Regions from separate parts of the Mus musculus genome. Here regions 1, 2, 3 and 4 are each linked to region 5. Evidence: chromatin contacts called from public Micro-C and promoter capture Hi-C data. All regions are on one chromosome and are shown on one strand. The core of a region is the stretch at or near the end of the contact, and the rest is flanking DNA. Distances in the headings are between cores, read along the strand shown. Region 1 holds the start of Tmed3 (transmembrane p24 trafficking protein 3). Region 2 holds the start of Ctsh (cathepsin H). Region 3 holds the start of Ankrd34c (ankyrin repeat domain 34C). Region 4 holds the start of Adamts7 (a disintegrin-like and metallopeptidase (reprolysin type) with thrombospondin type 1 motif, 7). Region 5 holds the start of Rasgrf1 (RAS protein-specific guanine nucleotide-releasing factor 1).

Region 1 (2,700 bases), core at 22-2,521, 200 kb before region 5:
ATCCACCAGCCTCTGCCTCCCAAGTGCTGGGATTAAAGTCCTGCGCCACCACTGCCCAGCCAAGAATATTGTTCTTATTCTTAGGCTGCCTGTGCTGAGGCAGGCACACACACACACACACACACACACACACACTGTATGTCGTCCATAGATGTGAGAGCAGTCTCATCAGTGACTCCACCATACATGGAATTGTCAGCAGAAGCAACCTTCAGAGCGTCTACCATAGAAGGGCTTACTCATTGTACACAACTGGGGTGCCTGTGTCACCTCATTTCTAGAGGTCTTGCTTTATGGTGGTCATTCATCCCTCTGACCCTATGCCTACTCATTAACCCTAGGGGATAGAGCCTTTACCAAAGCAACTGTTAGCTATGAGATCTGTCCATGGAGACCAAAGTGCAGGACCTAACTTTGTTGAGCCATATGGTAAGCAGAGAGGCAAGCCACATAGCCACACCACTGGGGAGGGAGTGTGTGTGACTGTCCTTAAGTATACACTGGCAGGGTTCGAAGTCTGCACTGAACCCTCCTTTCAAAAAAAAAAAACCCTTCATCACTCCAACTATGTCACCCCAAACTCCAGCTGTAAAGGATGCAGCTGACTTCAGCACCAGCAAGACACCCAGCCCAAAGTGACAGTTGGGTCAGACTGCCACCCAGTGGGTGTCCAGCTAATTAATACTGATGTTCCTGGAGGTACCTGGGAGAGGTCATTCTGGTCAATTCTGCAGGGGGCGACAGGGGGCGGTAACAGGCCCCCCATCCTGAGCGCTCACCTGTAGCCTGCCTAACTCCCCAGTGCCCCTGGCCCACTTCGGGAGGGCTCTGGCAGATACAAACGTTTCTTCTCAGGGAGAAGTCAACCGGTCTGGGGTTGTTATCCCCGACCCCCTCAGCCTTTGGTGGCTAATCTTGGCCGCTCCGGATGGCGGCGCACCAGTAGCCCCAGTGAGACGCGGCTAGGGCCGCACCTGGTAATCCAGAGAGAACTTCACGCCCTGCTCCACCTCTTCGTGGAAGCACTGCTTGGCGTTGTCCGGCAGCTCGAAGGTGAGCTCAGCGCTCCGCAGTGGCTCGGCCCGGAGCAGGAGCAGAAGCAGCAGCTGTAGCAGCATCTGGAAGGATGAAGCGTGCGGAGCCTCGTGGACCATGATGCTCCGGGCCTAGTCCTCTCTAGGCTCCCGCGCAGCGACAGCAGGGACAGCAGGGAGAGGGGAGGGGCCCCCTGAAGAGACGTGGCGCGAGCTCAGCACAGCGGTTCCGGGTGGCGGCCACTCCGCGCGCAGCCGCACACCAGAGAGGTGGGCGGGGAACCTTTCCGCCCGCTGCGCAAGCGCATCACTGAGTTTAGGCGCTATTGTATTTGATGCGGCTCTTGGACTCGGGTACTTCTCAGTGCGTCCCTTCAACTCGGAAACCGTTGGGCTTCTAGTCTGTTTCTGACTTGCTGTCACTTAGTGTCTGCCACGTCTCCGGAGAAATCCCGGACGTAATGAACACATTCAGTAGTTAGGAGGACTCGATGGACTAGAAAGGAACCGCAGGGAAGGGAGGCGACGGATCCTCCACTCCCCCCTCCTACCTAAGGTGAAGAAGTGTTCAACAAAGTAAACCCCATGGCTACACTGGGGGAAAACAGGTTTTCTTGCACACAGACTCCCTTCTGGAAATAAAAGCATCTAAAGGATTTCAATTATGTTTTCGCATTCGGGTCACATTGAAAATTTTTTCAGAGAGAATCTGCCATCCCCTTTAACTTCTAAAAGTGTTGAAAGACAAGTTGATTTATTGTCTTATTCATGACAACTGCCCTAAGAAGGATATATATGATTTTATGTTCACCATAGTCCATAAACAAAGAGACATTACATGTTATAATATTTGCTGATACATAAACACTTACTGTCAGTAGAACATTATTAGATATGGTGAATCTTAATTTTAACAAAGAATTTCACTACTCATATATACTACCACATAGATAAAATTGGCATACACTACCACTGGCCATACTGGATCCTGTATCAAGGAGCTAATGTGCATGAAAGCAGCACCCATAATATAATTATTAATAAAATGTACTATCTCTGTGCTAGATTAGATGTGAAAGAGGTGTTGAGCTGTGTGCCTTGGGGCTCCTTCCCTGCTTGTCCTATTTAACATTGACTTATATTTCTTATTTTCAATTATGTGTATGCACATGTGTGTATATGAGTATGTATATATGAATGCAGGTCTCCAAAGAGGCCAGAGGCTTTGGATCCCCTGGAGCTAGAATTGCAGGCAGTTGTCACTCATTTGATAAGGCTTTTGGGACCCAAACTGGGGTCCTCTAGAAGTATTCTTAACCAGTGAGCCATCTCTCCTCCAACTCTTAACATTTTTAATGAAGAGTATTTGAAGATGTGAAAGTTATAATCATCTAACTGGAAAATCAAGTGAAGAAAAACAAAACAAAACAAAACAAAACAAAACTGAAGTTCCCACAAGTTAAAGATGAAGCGCTACATTTAAGTTCCAGGTGGTGGGGATGGGGGTTGGGAGGGTGGGGGAGGGAGGGGGAATCTGCAGTGGTTCAAAAGAAGAGGCCTGGTTTCACAGCTCTTTAAGTTGGAGCAGGCAGAATTGGAATCAGCATCAAACTACATATAAGACAAGAGAAAATGCCTGAGTTTTAAAAAAATAAATTATTGCCTT
Region 2 (2,700 bases), core at 1-2,500, 140 kb after region 5:
GCAGGTCAGGAAGCAGGAGCTGATGCAGAGGCCATGGAGGGATGTTCCTTACTGGCTTGCTTCCCCTGGCTTGCTCAGCCTGCTCTCTTATAGAACCAAGACTACCAGCCCAGAGATGGTTCCACCCACAAGGGGCCTTTCCCCCTTGATCACTAATTGAGAAAATGCCTTACAGCTGGATCTCATGGAGGCATTTCCTCAATTGAAGCTTCTTTCTCTGTGATAACTCCAGCTGTGTCAAGTTGACACACAAAACCAGCCAGTACACACATCAAGTCAGATATCCTAAAATGGGAGCCCTTTGCACACTATCTGTCCTTGGAGCCATACTCCAGGCCTGTCAGAACCGATCAGTGTAGATTCAGTGTCCACATGTCCAGAGTATCTGAAAGACGTGCCTTTGTGTGGTGGCTTTTGGTTCGGTTTGTCTATTTGGCTATTTGGGGGGGGTGGGGGGGAGTGTGTGTGTGTGTTTATAGGAGTACTAGGCATTGAACTTATTCAAGGCTTATATGAGAGCCTTGTGCATGATGGACCATGCTCGCTGAGTTACATCCGTAGCCTCAGGGCTTCTTAAATAGAATTCTGAAAACTGGTCAAAGCCACTAGACCAGTAGTTTCAACCTCATTTTATGGTGATCCCCAAACCATTAGATTATTTTTGTTGCTATGTCATAACTGTACATTTGATACTATTATAAATTATAATATAAATATCTGTGTTTTTCGATGGTCTTAGGTGGCCCCTTTTAAAGGGTCATTTGACCCCCAGGTAGAGAACCACCTTACTATACTTAATTCTAAAAGACTTCTGGAATCTCTTCCCCCGGCACTAGAAAGACAGAATCTGACCAAAGAATCTCAGGAGAGGAAGGTCATTCTGCCTTCATCAAAATGCCATGGGCTGCCAGGAGAAACTTGTAAAGGAGGCTGAAACAGGAGGGTTACAAGTTCAAAGACAGCCTGGGCTATATGGGGACTGTAAGAAGAAAAAAAGAGCCAGGTGTGGTGGCGCACACCTTTAATCCCAGCACTTGGGAGGCAGAGGCAGGTGGATTTCTGAGTTCAAGGCCAGCCTGGTCTACAAAGTGAGTACAGAGAAACCCTGTCTCAAAAAACCAAAACAGAAGAAGAAGGAAGAAGAAGGAGGAAGGAGGAGGAAGCAACGCAAATGCCTGGAAGCAACCCAAATGCCTGTTGGGGGTGAGCAGTCCAGACAGCCCTCTGGTTAAGTCATTTCAAGCTATAGGGAAGGCCAGGGAGCTATGGTTCAAGAAACCTTCACGGAGACGGAGTTACCAGAGATGGGGACAGACAGGAAACTGGGGATTAGGCTGCGCTTCCTCCCACTTGGCAGGGACTAGCCTTCAGGGTCAGACCCTGAGAACCCTTCTTCCCAAGAGCAGGAGTGTAATGGCCACAGGGGGCAGGAGAGGAACCATCATCACCTAGGCGGAGGCCAGAGTCGCCCCACCTCCTTTCCACAGGCTGGGCTCAGAGGGCACTCGGTGGGACCGGGCAGTGAGCGCCGAGATGTGGGCTGCGCTGCCGCTGCTGTGCGCTGGGGCCTGGCTGCTGAGTACTGGGGCCACCGCCGAGCTGACCGTGAACGCCATAGGTAGGAGGGAGAAAGTGGGGCGCAGGGCTCCGAGGGCACCGGAGGGAGAACAGGGACGGGCTAGTCTCGGGGGACACGCGTCTTGCGTGATCCGAGGAACAGGCTGGCAGGTACCTAGAGTCCTTTTGGCTCAGATCTAGATACAGAAGCCTTCAGCCCCTTCTGCCGGACAGCTAAGGGCACAAAACTTTCCTGTCCCACCACGGGAGGGAGCGGGACATCCCAGCCTGTACTTTCCGTGGACTTGGCCTCCCCGGGGATCGCCCTGCCTGGGTTATTAGTCCGACTGTGCCGTGCTGGGGTGACTCCCTGCCCTGCGGAACATGGGGCACCCACAGAAGTTTTAACCCTAGCGTCTGTGGTGTGCCTGGAAAAAGCTGGCTCGGGAAAGTCGCCTCAACTCTTGGCAAAGTGCAACCGCAGGAGACTAACCAGTAAATATTTTACTGTGTACAACGTTGGTCTCTGTAGCAACTCCTAAAGGCTACAAACGAACCTTTGGAACCTGTGGAACGAACGCAGCTACGGGTAGCTGGTTCTAATAGATGTTTATTTATGGACAGTGAAAACAGAAGTTAAAGCGCGCCAGCCATTTTTAAGTGTAAAGAGCCGGTCAATCAAAGCCCCTGGCTGAGAGTAGATGGTGGTCTGGGATTTCCTAGCCCTGCTGATGGTCCTTCCGCAGGACACACAAAACTTCCTTTAAAAAAAAAAAAAAAGATTTTATTAGCATATATTAATTGTACTTAATAATAAGTTTCATTATTACATTTTCATGAGTGTTTATAATATATCCTGATATATTTCAGCCTTCATTACCCTCTATTGTTCCCCCTCCCATTTCTACTTTCTCTTACCAGCTTGTCTTTCTTTCTTTTTGGTTTTGTAACTCACTGGAACTAGGGCTTTCAGAGAGAGAGATAAATGCCACGTAGCAAATTCATATTGCTGTGCTGACTTGGGTCTCTGGGGATCTCCCGGGCAGTGTGAAGACATCCCAAACGATCCGGACTCAGACTGTATCAGCGAAATCAGTCTAGAAACTTAGTCTCTCTCTCATTTTCTCTCTCTCTCTCTCTCTC
Region 3 (2,700 bases), core at 180-2,679, 170 kb before region 5:
CTTGGACAAGCCTCTTAGTCACTCTTGCTTCATTTCTCGACTGAAAAATGGGAATAAAAATAGCATAGAAATGGAACTATTATGGTATATAAAATTATACAATCTATATAGAGCATTTGGCACCGGGTGTTGGCATGCGGTAAGCGACTTATAAAAGATAAGTACTTTGGAAAGTTTGGATACACCCTCCCAAACAGAGGAGGCCACTTCGTTTAGCTGCAGCATTCGCGGAACCTTGGAAAGATACCTTTGCACTCCGCCCCTTCCTTCTGTAGTCACAGGAAGCAGTTAGAAGCCGATTAAAAACTGAACTTCACAAATATTCGTCTTTTCGGTTCAAGAGCCCCGTTTTGCCAAACCCAGGGAGTCACCGCCCACCATGCAGAGGTAACTGCGGAGGAACTAAACAGCGCCTCTGGCTTAAAGCTGCAGGGGTGGAGGTGGGAAAGGGCTCTGTCCGAAGTGCTGAAACCCGGGGTGTGGCTGCGCCTGGTGTATGGGAATCCATTGCTATCAGTGTCTTTGGGTCCCTTCCTGAGGACTGATTATGGGTGGGGGTGGGGTGGCGGAGTCAATTGAAGTCAGAGCCGTAAATGCTCCTCCCATCATTTCTCAGAAATTCTCAGACACATACACTTTACAATTTTGTGCACATTTTCAGAATCACACCTTGTCTTTGCCCACTCCCCACAGGTTTATGCAAAAAACGTAAGGCTTTGCTCCAGTTTTAGTTCCTATAAAAACCCAGACGCCCAACAGCCTGCCCCAATCTGCAACCATTTCCTACAAAAGTCCCTGGCTCCTACGCATGTCATCCCCACGCGTTAATGCAAATATATATATTTTACATTAAATCCTTTCATTCCAGTCTCCCACAATTTCCTGTGATAAAAACAGGCTCTCTCCTACCAGCCCCGCCTCCTGCCCTGGCTAGAAAACGCAGACTTACTTCTGGGGAGACTCTAGACTCACCTAGGTGACCAGCAGAAAGCCTTTGAGGTGCACTTAACCCGTGGGGGGGGGGCTTACCTGCTTACCCAGAGATGCTACCTTGGTCCAGGACTTGGACAGAGCCATCACTTCCACAGCACCTCCTCCTGCGGCTTCAGGTTGGCTCCAGGAGGGCTCTGCCTGTCTGAAGCAGAGCCAGAAGCTGAACTAGCCCTGTCTTCGTGGATGCCGTTGAATGACTTGCTCAGAACTTCTTCAAGGGCCACAAATGAAACCTCTGTGCCAATTATTCGAATCACCCTGATCTTCCAACTTGTGGTGGCCAAGGAGAAAGAAGTATTTAATAAGAGAAAGAAGTATTAAAGAAATGTGAGGATGCTCCCTAGACTGCAGCTTCTAGCTGCAGAGCTCCTGCGCAGCCCAGTCCTGCAGCTTGGCTTCTGCTGGCTGGCTCCACTGCTGCCCGCTGGCGCCCGAGAAAGGCTCTCCAGCCGGGAACAGAGAGGGCTGTGTGGGTGGGTGTGAGCGAGGAAGCTGAAAGGAGGGGGCAGTGAGGGTGGGGGAGGTGCCTACCTGCCCCTGTGGGGAAAGGAGCCGCTGCCCCTCCCCCTTGTCCCTAGTTCTCCTTGAAATCAGACTTGCTTAACAACTTGGCAGGAGCCTTTGAGCCCCTGGTGTATTTGCGCAAGTGAAGAGTCTATTCCTTGGGGTCTGGAGATTTGAACGGACCTTTCCAAAGTCTTGTCACCGGTAGGGATTCAAACTCGTGTCTGCTTTGCTTTTCCTATGGCTCTGCCTATTTCAGATTTCCTTGATAAACTTGAGATCTCAGGATGACAGTCCACAATGAGAGAATCTGATTGTGTGTGTGTGTGTGTGTGTGTGTGTGTGTGTGTGTGTGTGTGTGTGTGGTGGCTCCACATGGCTACTTCTGGATTGCATCAACTCCAACCTTTAACCCACCTCCTTCCTACTTCTATGACTTCCCATGGAGTCAACACTAAACAATTTTTAGTTATCTTTTAACTAAATTAATTCATAGCTACTGCATATTATTCAAAGCAGAGTACGGTTTTAGCAAGTGGGTGCCTCCTTCCACTGAGCCCTGTAGACTCCTTTCCCCACTAGTCAGCTTCCTAGAGGTAAGTTGAATTTTCTTCTAAATTTCATGCACACATAGCATTGATTTACCCTACCCCAAAATGTCCTACTTCTTGACATAATTTTAGTGATTTCTATATTTCTTGAAAATTATCTCATTTATATGTTCAACGTTCCAGCACAAAGTTTCAAAGTATTGTCTTGCTATTTTTATGTATGTATGTATGTATGTATGTATGTATGTATGTATGTATGTCTCTGACACTGTTCCAAAAAAATCCTCTTTGCTTTCCTAATACTTTCTGTTGAAATTGTCTATCACTTCTCTTTTACTTATTTTAAAACCAAACTTACTAGATAGCTATCAATGTTACTGATCTTTTAAATGGATCGATATTATTTCCTACTGTGCTTTTATTAGTCAGCAGTGCCATAGTACTACACATGGAAGTTTCCATTCAGTCCCCATAATTTTTTAATGACTTGAGTTCTGTTTATGGAGTCCCCTTAATCCCAGTAAAAGTTAGTATAGTCACTTCTACATTTCCCATCTTGCTAAGTGAGACTTTCTACCCCAGAATCTCAACAGTGTTTCTTTCCCTAAATGTTTTCATGGTTTGTAACTATTATATTTGTGCAAAGGAGTAA
Region 4 (2,700 bases), core at 64-2,563, 250 kb after region 5:
GAAAGAGAAAGTAGGTGCCAGCTTTCCGTACCTTTGCACTGGGTGGGAGATGTTCAGGAAGATGGGATAGCCTTTGTTGTTCCTGCCACTGTCAGAGGTGGGGGGGTGGGGGGGGAGAGGGAAGATGGAGCCCGAAGAGGTCAAAGGGTAAAGAGAAGAAAGATGACAAGGGACTAGAGGACACAAAACGAAATAAACCAACAACAATCTCCGCTGCAGGGGATGTCACAGCCTCAGGTGGTACCAAGACCTAAAAGAACTAAGATGGAGACATTGAGGATGACTGTGAGGAGAGCAGATGTCGATGCATTACACACATCTCCCTAGAGCTAAGAGAGCCGGACAGCAGAGAGATACAAGTGAGCTCTCTGGTAGGAGAAACACCATGAAACTGCCAATGAGCCGTATGGGTCCCTGTGTACCTTGGTGGGCACAAAGAGTGGCCAAGGGGGAGAAGAAGGATTGTACAAGTACATCACTGTCAGGGTAGAACCAGGCTCAGTGAAGGTGTGTGTGTGTGTGTGTGTGTGTGTGTGTGTGTGTGTGTGTGTGTGTGTGTGTGCGCGCCCGCGCGCGCCCGCGTGCATGTTCTCCTGAGTCTGCTCCTGGAAGTATAGGCTAAAGGGGATGTGGATTAGGGCCACCAAGGACAGAAGATTTTTAGGAATATGAAGCAAGGTTGGCTGGCTTTCAGGCTACCAGGGTCCCTTCTGAAAGTCTGTAGCCACTGTCTTGGCCCACCAGAGTCTCTAGGCTGTTGGCAGAACGCTGTGCCGAGTCCAGGGAAAACAGACATCTGAAAGCATCTGGAGGCAAGGAATCAGCGAACTGCTGCCCAGTCTAGAAGGGCCCAAGTCTTTCTCCTAGGTTGACTTTGGACACAAATCTAGAATCCCCCGGATCGTGCCTCCTTGCTGTGCCATCTCCGTTCCTTGGGGGTTTCCAGGTTTCTTTCTCTGAAGGGCAGGCATTCTTTGCCTGGGACGCATACCCAAGAATGTCTCTTGAAGCATAGATAGTGACAAGAAACTGCAGAACTCCAGATTTTTTTTGGGAGGGGACGGGGGGGGGGGTAGATCTCGGAGGATACAGACGGCCTGGGCGCGCACCACCGCCAGGGGGACGTCTGTAGCCCTGCGGGCGGTCCGGAGCCTGAGTTGGTAGGGTGGGGACCGTGCTCTGCAAGAGGTGGCCCGCCCGCAGGGCGCTGAGGCCTGGCGGGGGCGGGGCGAGACCGGTGGGGGCGGGGGCAGGAGCCCGCCGGGCGGGGCGGGGGTGGGCGCCCTGCTCCCCCTCCCGCCCTCCCTCCTTCCTTTTCTTTCTTTCTTTCTTTCTTTCTTTTTTTTTTCCTGGGCTTCTCGCTCTCTTTCTTTGCCTCGGCAGCTGGCTGAGGGGGCGGGCCTTGCAGTCTTTGTTGCCGGAGGAGCGAGTGCAGCTGCCCGGCGGCTAGAGTCAGGACCCGGACCTTGGGAAGAGTTTAAAGCCAGGCATGTCCTGAGTCGGACCCAGGCCCGGCTGGGACGCAACGGCGTAGACGAAGGAGTGCACAGGGGTCGTCCTGCGGCCACCCCGTCCGGGCCATGCACCGTGGTCCGAGTCTCCTCCTGATCCTGTGCGCTCTGGCGTCCCGCGTCCTCGGACCTGCATCAGGTGGGTGGCTGAGCCTCTGGGACCCGTCTGACCCTGCCACCCTTTCTGCAATCCCAGCCGCTTCTCTGTGCACCCCGCGCAGGACCGGCTTACTCTGAGACTAGGGATCAGCTGGGGTCGTGTTGGCAGCTGAGAGAAGCTGCACCTACCGGGAGCCATCCTTCAGTTGTCCACTCAGCTGGCATCCGGGACTTGCCACTGGAGTGAGCTTGCACTCTCTTCGGGCTTCGGCTTCCCTGCCGCGCGTGCTGCGCTGAGTGCATCTTTCCCAGGAGAGCGCTCCTCCGAGTGGGCTGGACGATTCGCGCGAGACGGCTTCTTACACACTCCTTCGGGGTGACTCTCCTGGAAAGCAAACTAGCCAGGACGCTGCTGGGGACCGCGCCAGGTCGCAGGTCTACCGGGGTCCGCCGCCTCTCCTCCCAGCTAGGCGGACGTGGGGGTCCGAGTCCCCATCGCCTTTGCATTTCCTGTTTCCCCCTCCCCCAAGTGTTCAAGGGAGGGGAATGGGGGAGCCTGAGCTTCTTCCTCCGCCCTGGGTTAACTCTCCCAGCCCCGCCTGGCCGGCCGGCCTCCGACGAGCCTCTGGCCAGCATCCAGGCTCTTGTTTGGCCGCGACCTGCGTTGTAGCGCGCTTCTGGAGAGTCCGGAGCAGCGGGCCTGGGACTGTGAGAGTCAGGGATGTGGAAGACCCCAGAGCCCGTGTTTAGCACGCTCCAGGCCAAATGGGGGCTGGTTATGTATCTGCAGGTGAGGGATTCAAGGGTATGACAGGGGTGACGGGACTGGAGGGATGAATGAACTCTTGAGTGAGTTGGACCAATATGCATGGGGCAGGGGTGACCTCAAGGAAGATCTGCCCTGAGCCTGATTAGGCCATTTGCCATCCTGGTCAAGATACTGTAGCTGTGGGCCTGGATGCCAGGGACATTTAAAGCACCGAGGAGAACAGCATTTTGGGATTAATCTAACAGTAACATTCGAGAAGTCTGGGTGTGTGAGTGTGTGAGTACCTGCTGGGACCTAGCCTTAACACATTCTTATTTCTCA
Region 5 (2,700 bases), core at 155-2,654:
CCCTCTGCCCTTTTTCTTTTGATTACCCGAGGAAGAAAAATTAACATCATTTAGGAACACGGGCCTGGGCCACTATGCCCTGAACTGGAATAGCTCCATTCCAGACTATGGTGCATGGTGTGTGTGTGTGTGTGTGTGTGTGTGTGTGTGTGTGTGTGTGTGTGTGTTTCTAAAGGGGGAAGGGCTCTCGCGGTTCTGTGAGGAAAGATGGTGTTGTTTTGTGTGTGTGTGTGTGTGTGTTTTTCTCTCTCCAGAGAGCTGCGAGGACACCCGTCCCGGCTGCAAACTGTCAGCGCCGGGCGCCGTTCCCGGTTTCAACGAGGCCGCTGCCCTCTGCGGCAGACGGCGATGCGCGCTCCCCGCACCAGAACCCGGCTGGCCCGGCAGCCCGCGCGCTCTGCCGGTGCAGCATGCGGGCGCTGTGACGTTCTCGAATAAATGCCGTGTAACTGTGTAGGCGAATTGAAGCTAAAAATAAGAACGGAAAATCTATCATTAAGGTATCATTGCGCCAGCGCAGCTATGTGAAGGCTCCCATGGTCCCAGGCGCCTGTGTTTGAAGCCCGCCTTCAGGCTTCTGGGATATTTGCTGAAAACTCCCACCAGTGGCTTGCCAGCCAGACCTTGGGGTTTATGGGGTGACACCGGTTATTATGGCAATGCTCAAAATGGAGCGGTCACCTCTTCCCACCCAAGTTCACCCCTTTTATTCTCGTGTCGCCGGCGAAGCCGCGAGGAATAGAGAAAAAAAAACAGACTCGAACGGTTATGAACAAACTAGTGCATCCCTTTTACTATCCACCTTCCTCCATCCACCTTGAATTAGAAAAATAAAGTAGGGAAAGAAGGTGAGAGAAAGCTGTAGGAGAGAAAAACGACAAATGGGGCCGACCCTAGGTCTAAGGTGCGCCGCGGCGGGGCGCAAAGAACACAAACTCCGAGGAGGCGAGCCTCCGGGGTGCCATTGGCTTGAACGAAAATTGATCTGATTTGGCTTAGAACACCCGAAGTAGAGAAGAGGAAAACAAGGAGGGAGGGGTAGGCGTGTATGTGTGCGTGTGCGTGCGTGTGTGTGTGTGTGTGTGTGTGTGTGTGTGTGTGTGTATGTGTGTGTTTGCGTGTGTGCGTGTGTTTGCGTGTGTGTGTCCGGGGAGGGGAGGAGGCGCCAAGGTGCAGCCTGCGTGCGGCTCTGCGCCTCGGCGGGGCTGCGTGCGTGTGTCCCTGTCCGCGCTGCTGAAACGGGCTCTTCGAGGGATTGGCGTCATATGACTCCGCCTGCTGCCCCCAGCCCTCGCGCAGACCGCCCTCCCCTCAGTTAGCTGAGGGAGGGTCGTGCAACATCCCCAGGGGCCCCCGCGGCTCTGCGGAGAGAAGAGGTTCCAGCCAGGAAGGGTCCAGCTAGGAGCGAGCACGGCGCCCGATCTCAAAGTGTAGATCTTGAAGGGGGCGGGGTGTGAGAGAGCGAGGGAGGGCGGGGGAGCGAGAGAGAGAGAGAGAGCGCGCGCGAGGGAGAGCGAGGGAGCGATTCAGAGAGCGCCAGAGAACGGCAGAGCGCGCACCGACGAGGGGCATTCGGATGCCTCTCTGAGATGTAAGTGCGTAGCAGTCTCTCAGGCCTTCTAGCATCATGCAGAAAGCCATCCGGCTTAACGATGGCCACGTCGTGACCCTGGGACTGCTGGCACAGAAGGACGGCACGCGCAAAGGCTACCTGAGCAAGAGGAGTGCGGACAACCCAAAATGGCAAACCAAGTGGTTTGCCCTGCTCCAGAACCTGCTTTTCTACTTCGAAAGCGACTCCAGCCCTCGGCCCTCGGGGCTCTACCTGCTCGAGGGAAGTATCTGTAAACGCGCGCCCTCCCCCAAGCGAGGGACCTCCTCCAAGGAGTCCGGCGAGAAACAGGTGAGGGAGCGCCGCGTCCCGACCTCCCGCGCCCCTGCTAAGGCCTTTGAGGGTTCAGGGCCTTCCATCCAGCTTTGGGGACAGAACTTTGACCCTCTCCTCTAAGAATTCAGGGCGTCTCAGCATCTTTCGCGGGAAGGACCGGCTGGACCAAATTGGGAGGGTGACCCTAGTGCGGGCAGAGGAGGCAGGGACTGCGGGTAGGGCGCCGCTACCAGCTGCGACCGCCCTTGGCAGGGTAAACCCCGTAGGAGTGGCGGGGGGGGGGTGTTGGTGGTGGCGGGGACAGGAAGCCTGAAACTTGGAGATAGAGATGAAGATGGGGTCCAAAGGACCTACTCGGGCAAGGAATTTCATCACCGTCCGACTTAAAATGGTGCCCCTAGCCCCATCCCAACCCCCACCCTCACCCCCATCCTTGATAGTCCCCATCTTCTGCCCGAAATGTGAAATTCCTTACACTTAGGCTTGGAAAGGGTGAGACAGACGTCGAAGCGTCGCGGTCCCCTGTCTCACGCAGCTAGGGGAGAATTATAATCTGCGCTAGCCTGGCCGAGTTAGGGAATTGGGGTGGGGGTGGGGGGCTGGGGAGTCGTTATTTTGTGTGATCTAGTGATGATGTGCTTCAGCTGGCTCTGGCCAGGCTAACAAACCCCAGGGTTTACAAACAAACGCTGAAATGCGCGGAGGCCAGGGCCAGGGCTGCTGCGAAGCAGTGGGACAAGTGGGTTCTTCTTTCCTCCCCCGCCCCTTGCGCCGCAGCGGCCGCTGCAGTCGCCGCGGTAGCGCTGCGCTCA

Evidence for each region. Promoter capture Hi-C pulls out the DNA fragments that hold promoters and counts their contacts. A called contact is a pair of places that touch in the nucleus more often than the background predicts. Capture Hi-C pulls out chosen DNA fragments and counts their contacts.
Region 1: a contact with region 5 is called in a promoter capture Hi-C map of adipose tissue. The contact joins the promoter of Tmed3 here to the promoter of Rasgrf1 in region 5. A contact is called at or near these places in 6 of 39 promoter capture datasets (the 3T3-L1 cell line, the C10 cell line, cranial neural crest and 3 more), 4 of 484 Hi-C or Micro-C datasets (cerebral cortex and embryonic stem cells), 2 of 115 datasets of contacts at active chromatin or transcription factors (forebrain and pancreatic cancer cells) and 2 of 9 other capture datasets (adipose tissue and pancreatic islet).
Region 2: a promoter capture Hi-C map of embryonic stem cells shows a contact between it and region 5. The contact joins the promoter of Ctsh here to the promoter of Rasgrf1 in region 5. A contact is called at or near these places in 6 of 39 promoter capture datasets (the HPC-7 cell line, cranial neural crest, embryonic stem cells and 1 more), 2 of 484 Hi-C or Micro-C datasets (embryonic stem cells and nephron progenitors), 5 of 115 datasets of contacts at active chromatin or transcription factors (embryonic stem cells and pancreatic cancer cells) and 3 of 9 other capture datasets (adipose tissue, liver and pancreatic islet).
Region 3: a contact with region 5 is called in a promoter capture Hi-C map of liver. The contact joins the promoter of Ankrd34c here to the promoter of Rasgrf1 in region 5. A contact is called at or near these places in 1 of 39 promoter capture datasets (embryonic stem cells), 18 of 484 Hi-C or Micro-C datasets (all in embryonic stem cells), 2 of 115 datasets of contacts at active chromatin or transcription factors (both in embryonic stem cells) and 2 of 9 other capture datasets (adipose tissue and liver).
Region 4: a Micro-C map of embryonic stem cells shows a contact between it and region 5, with 2.6 times the contacts expected there. The contact joins the promoter of Adamts7 here to the promoter of Rasgrf1 in region 5. A contact is called at or near these places in 4 of 39 promoter capture datasets (embryonic stem cells, liver and stem cell-derived epiblast-like cells), 7 of 484 Hi-C or Micro-C datasets (differentiating embryonic stem cells and embryonic stem cells) and 2 of 115 datasets of contacts at active chromatin or transcription factors (both in embryonic stem cells).

The regions. Positions count from the first base shown.
Region 1 is chr9:89,703,772-89,706,471 of GRCm38.p6, forward strand. It overlaps Tmed3 (transmembrane p24 trafficking protein 3), which reads right to left and starts at 1,272. Exons shown (of 3, transcript NM_025360.2): 1 at 975-1,272. The coding sequence starts at 1,154.
Region 2 is chr9:90,053,017-90,055,716 of GRCm38.p6, forward strand. It overlaps Ctsh (cathepsin H), which reads left to right and starts at 1,251. Exons shown (of 12, transcript NM_007801.3): 1 at 1,251-1,618. The coding sequence starts at 1,534.
Region 3 is chr9:89,737,046-89,739,745 of GRCm38.p6, forward strand. Ankrd34c (ankyrin repeat domain 34C) reads right to left here and starts at 1,430. Exons shown (of 2, transcript NM_207260.2): 1 at 1,038-1,430.
Region 4 is chr9:90,161,665-90,164,364 of GRCm38.p6, forward strand. Adamts7 (a disintegrin-like and metallopeptidase (reprolysin type) with thrombospondin type 1 motif, 7) reads left to right here and starts at 1,314. Exons shown (of 24, transcript NM_001326351.1): 1 at 1,314-1,650. The coding sequence starts at 1,581.
Region 5 is chr9:89,908,371-89,911,070 of GRCm38.p6, forward strand. Rasgrf1 (RAS protein-specific guanine nucleotide-releasing factor 1) reads left to right here and starts at 1,405. Exons shown (of 27, transcript NM_011245.2): 1 at 1,405-1,903. The coding sequence starts at 1,628.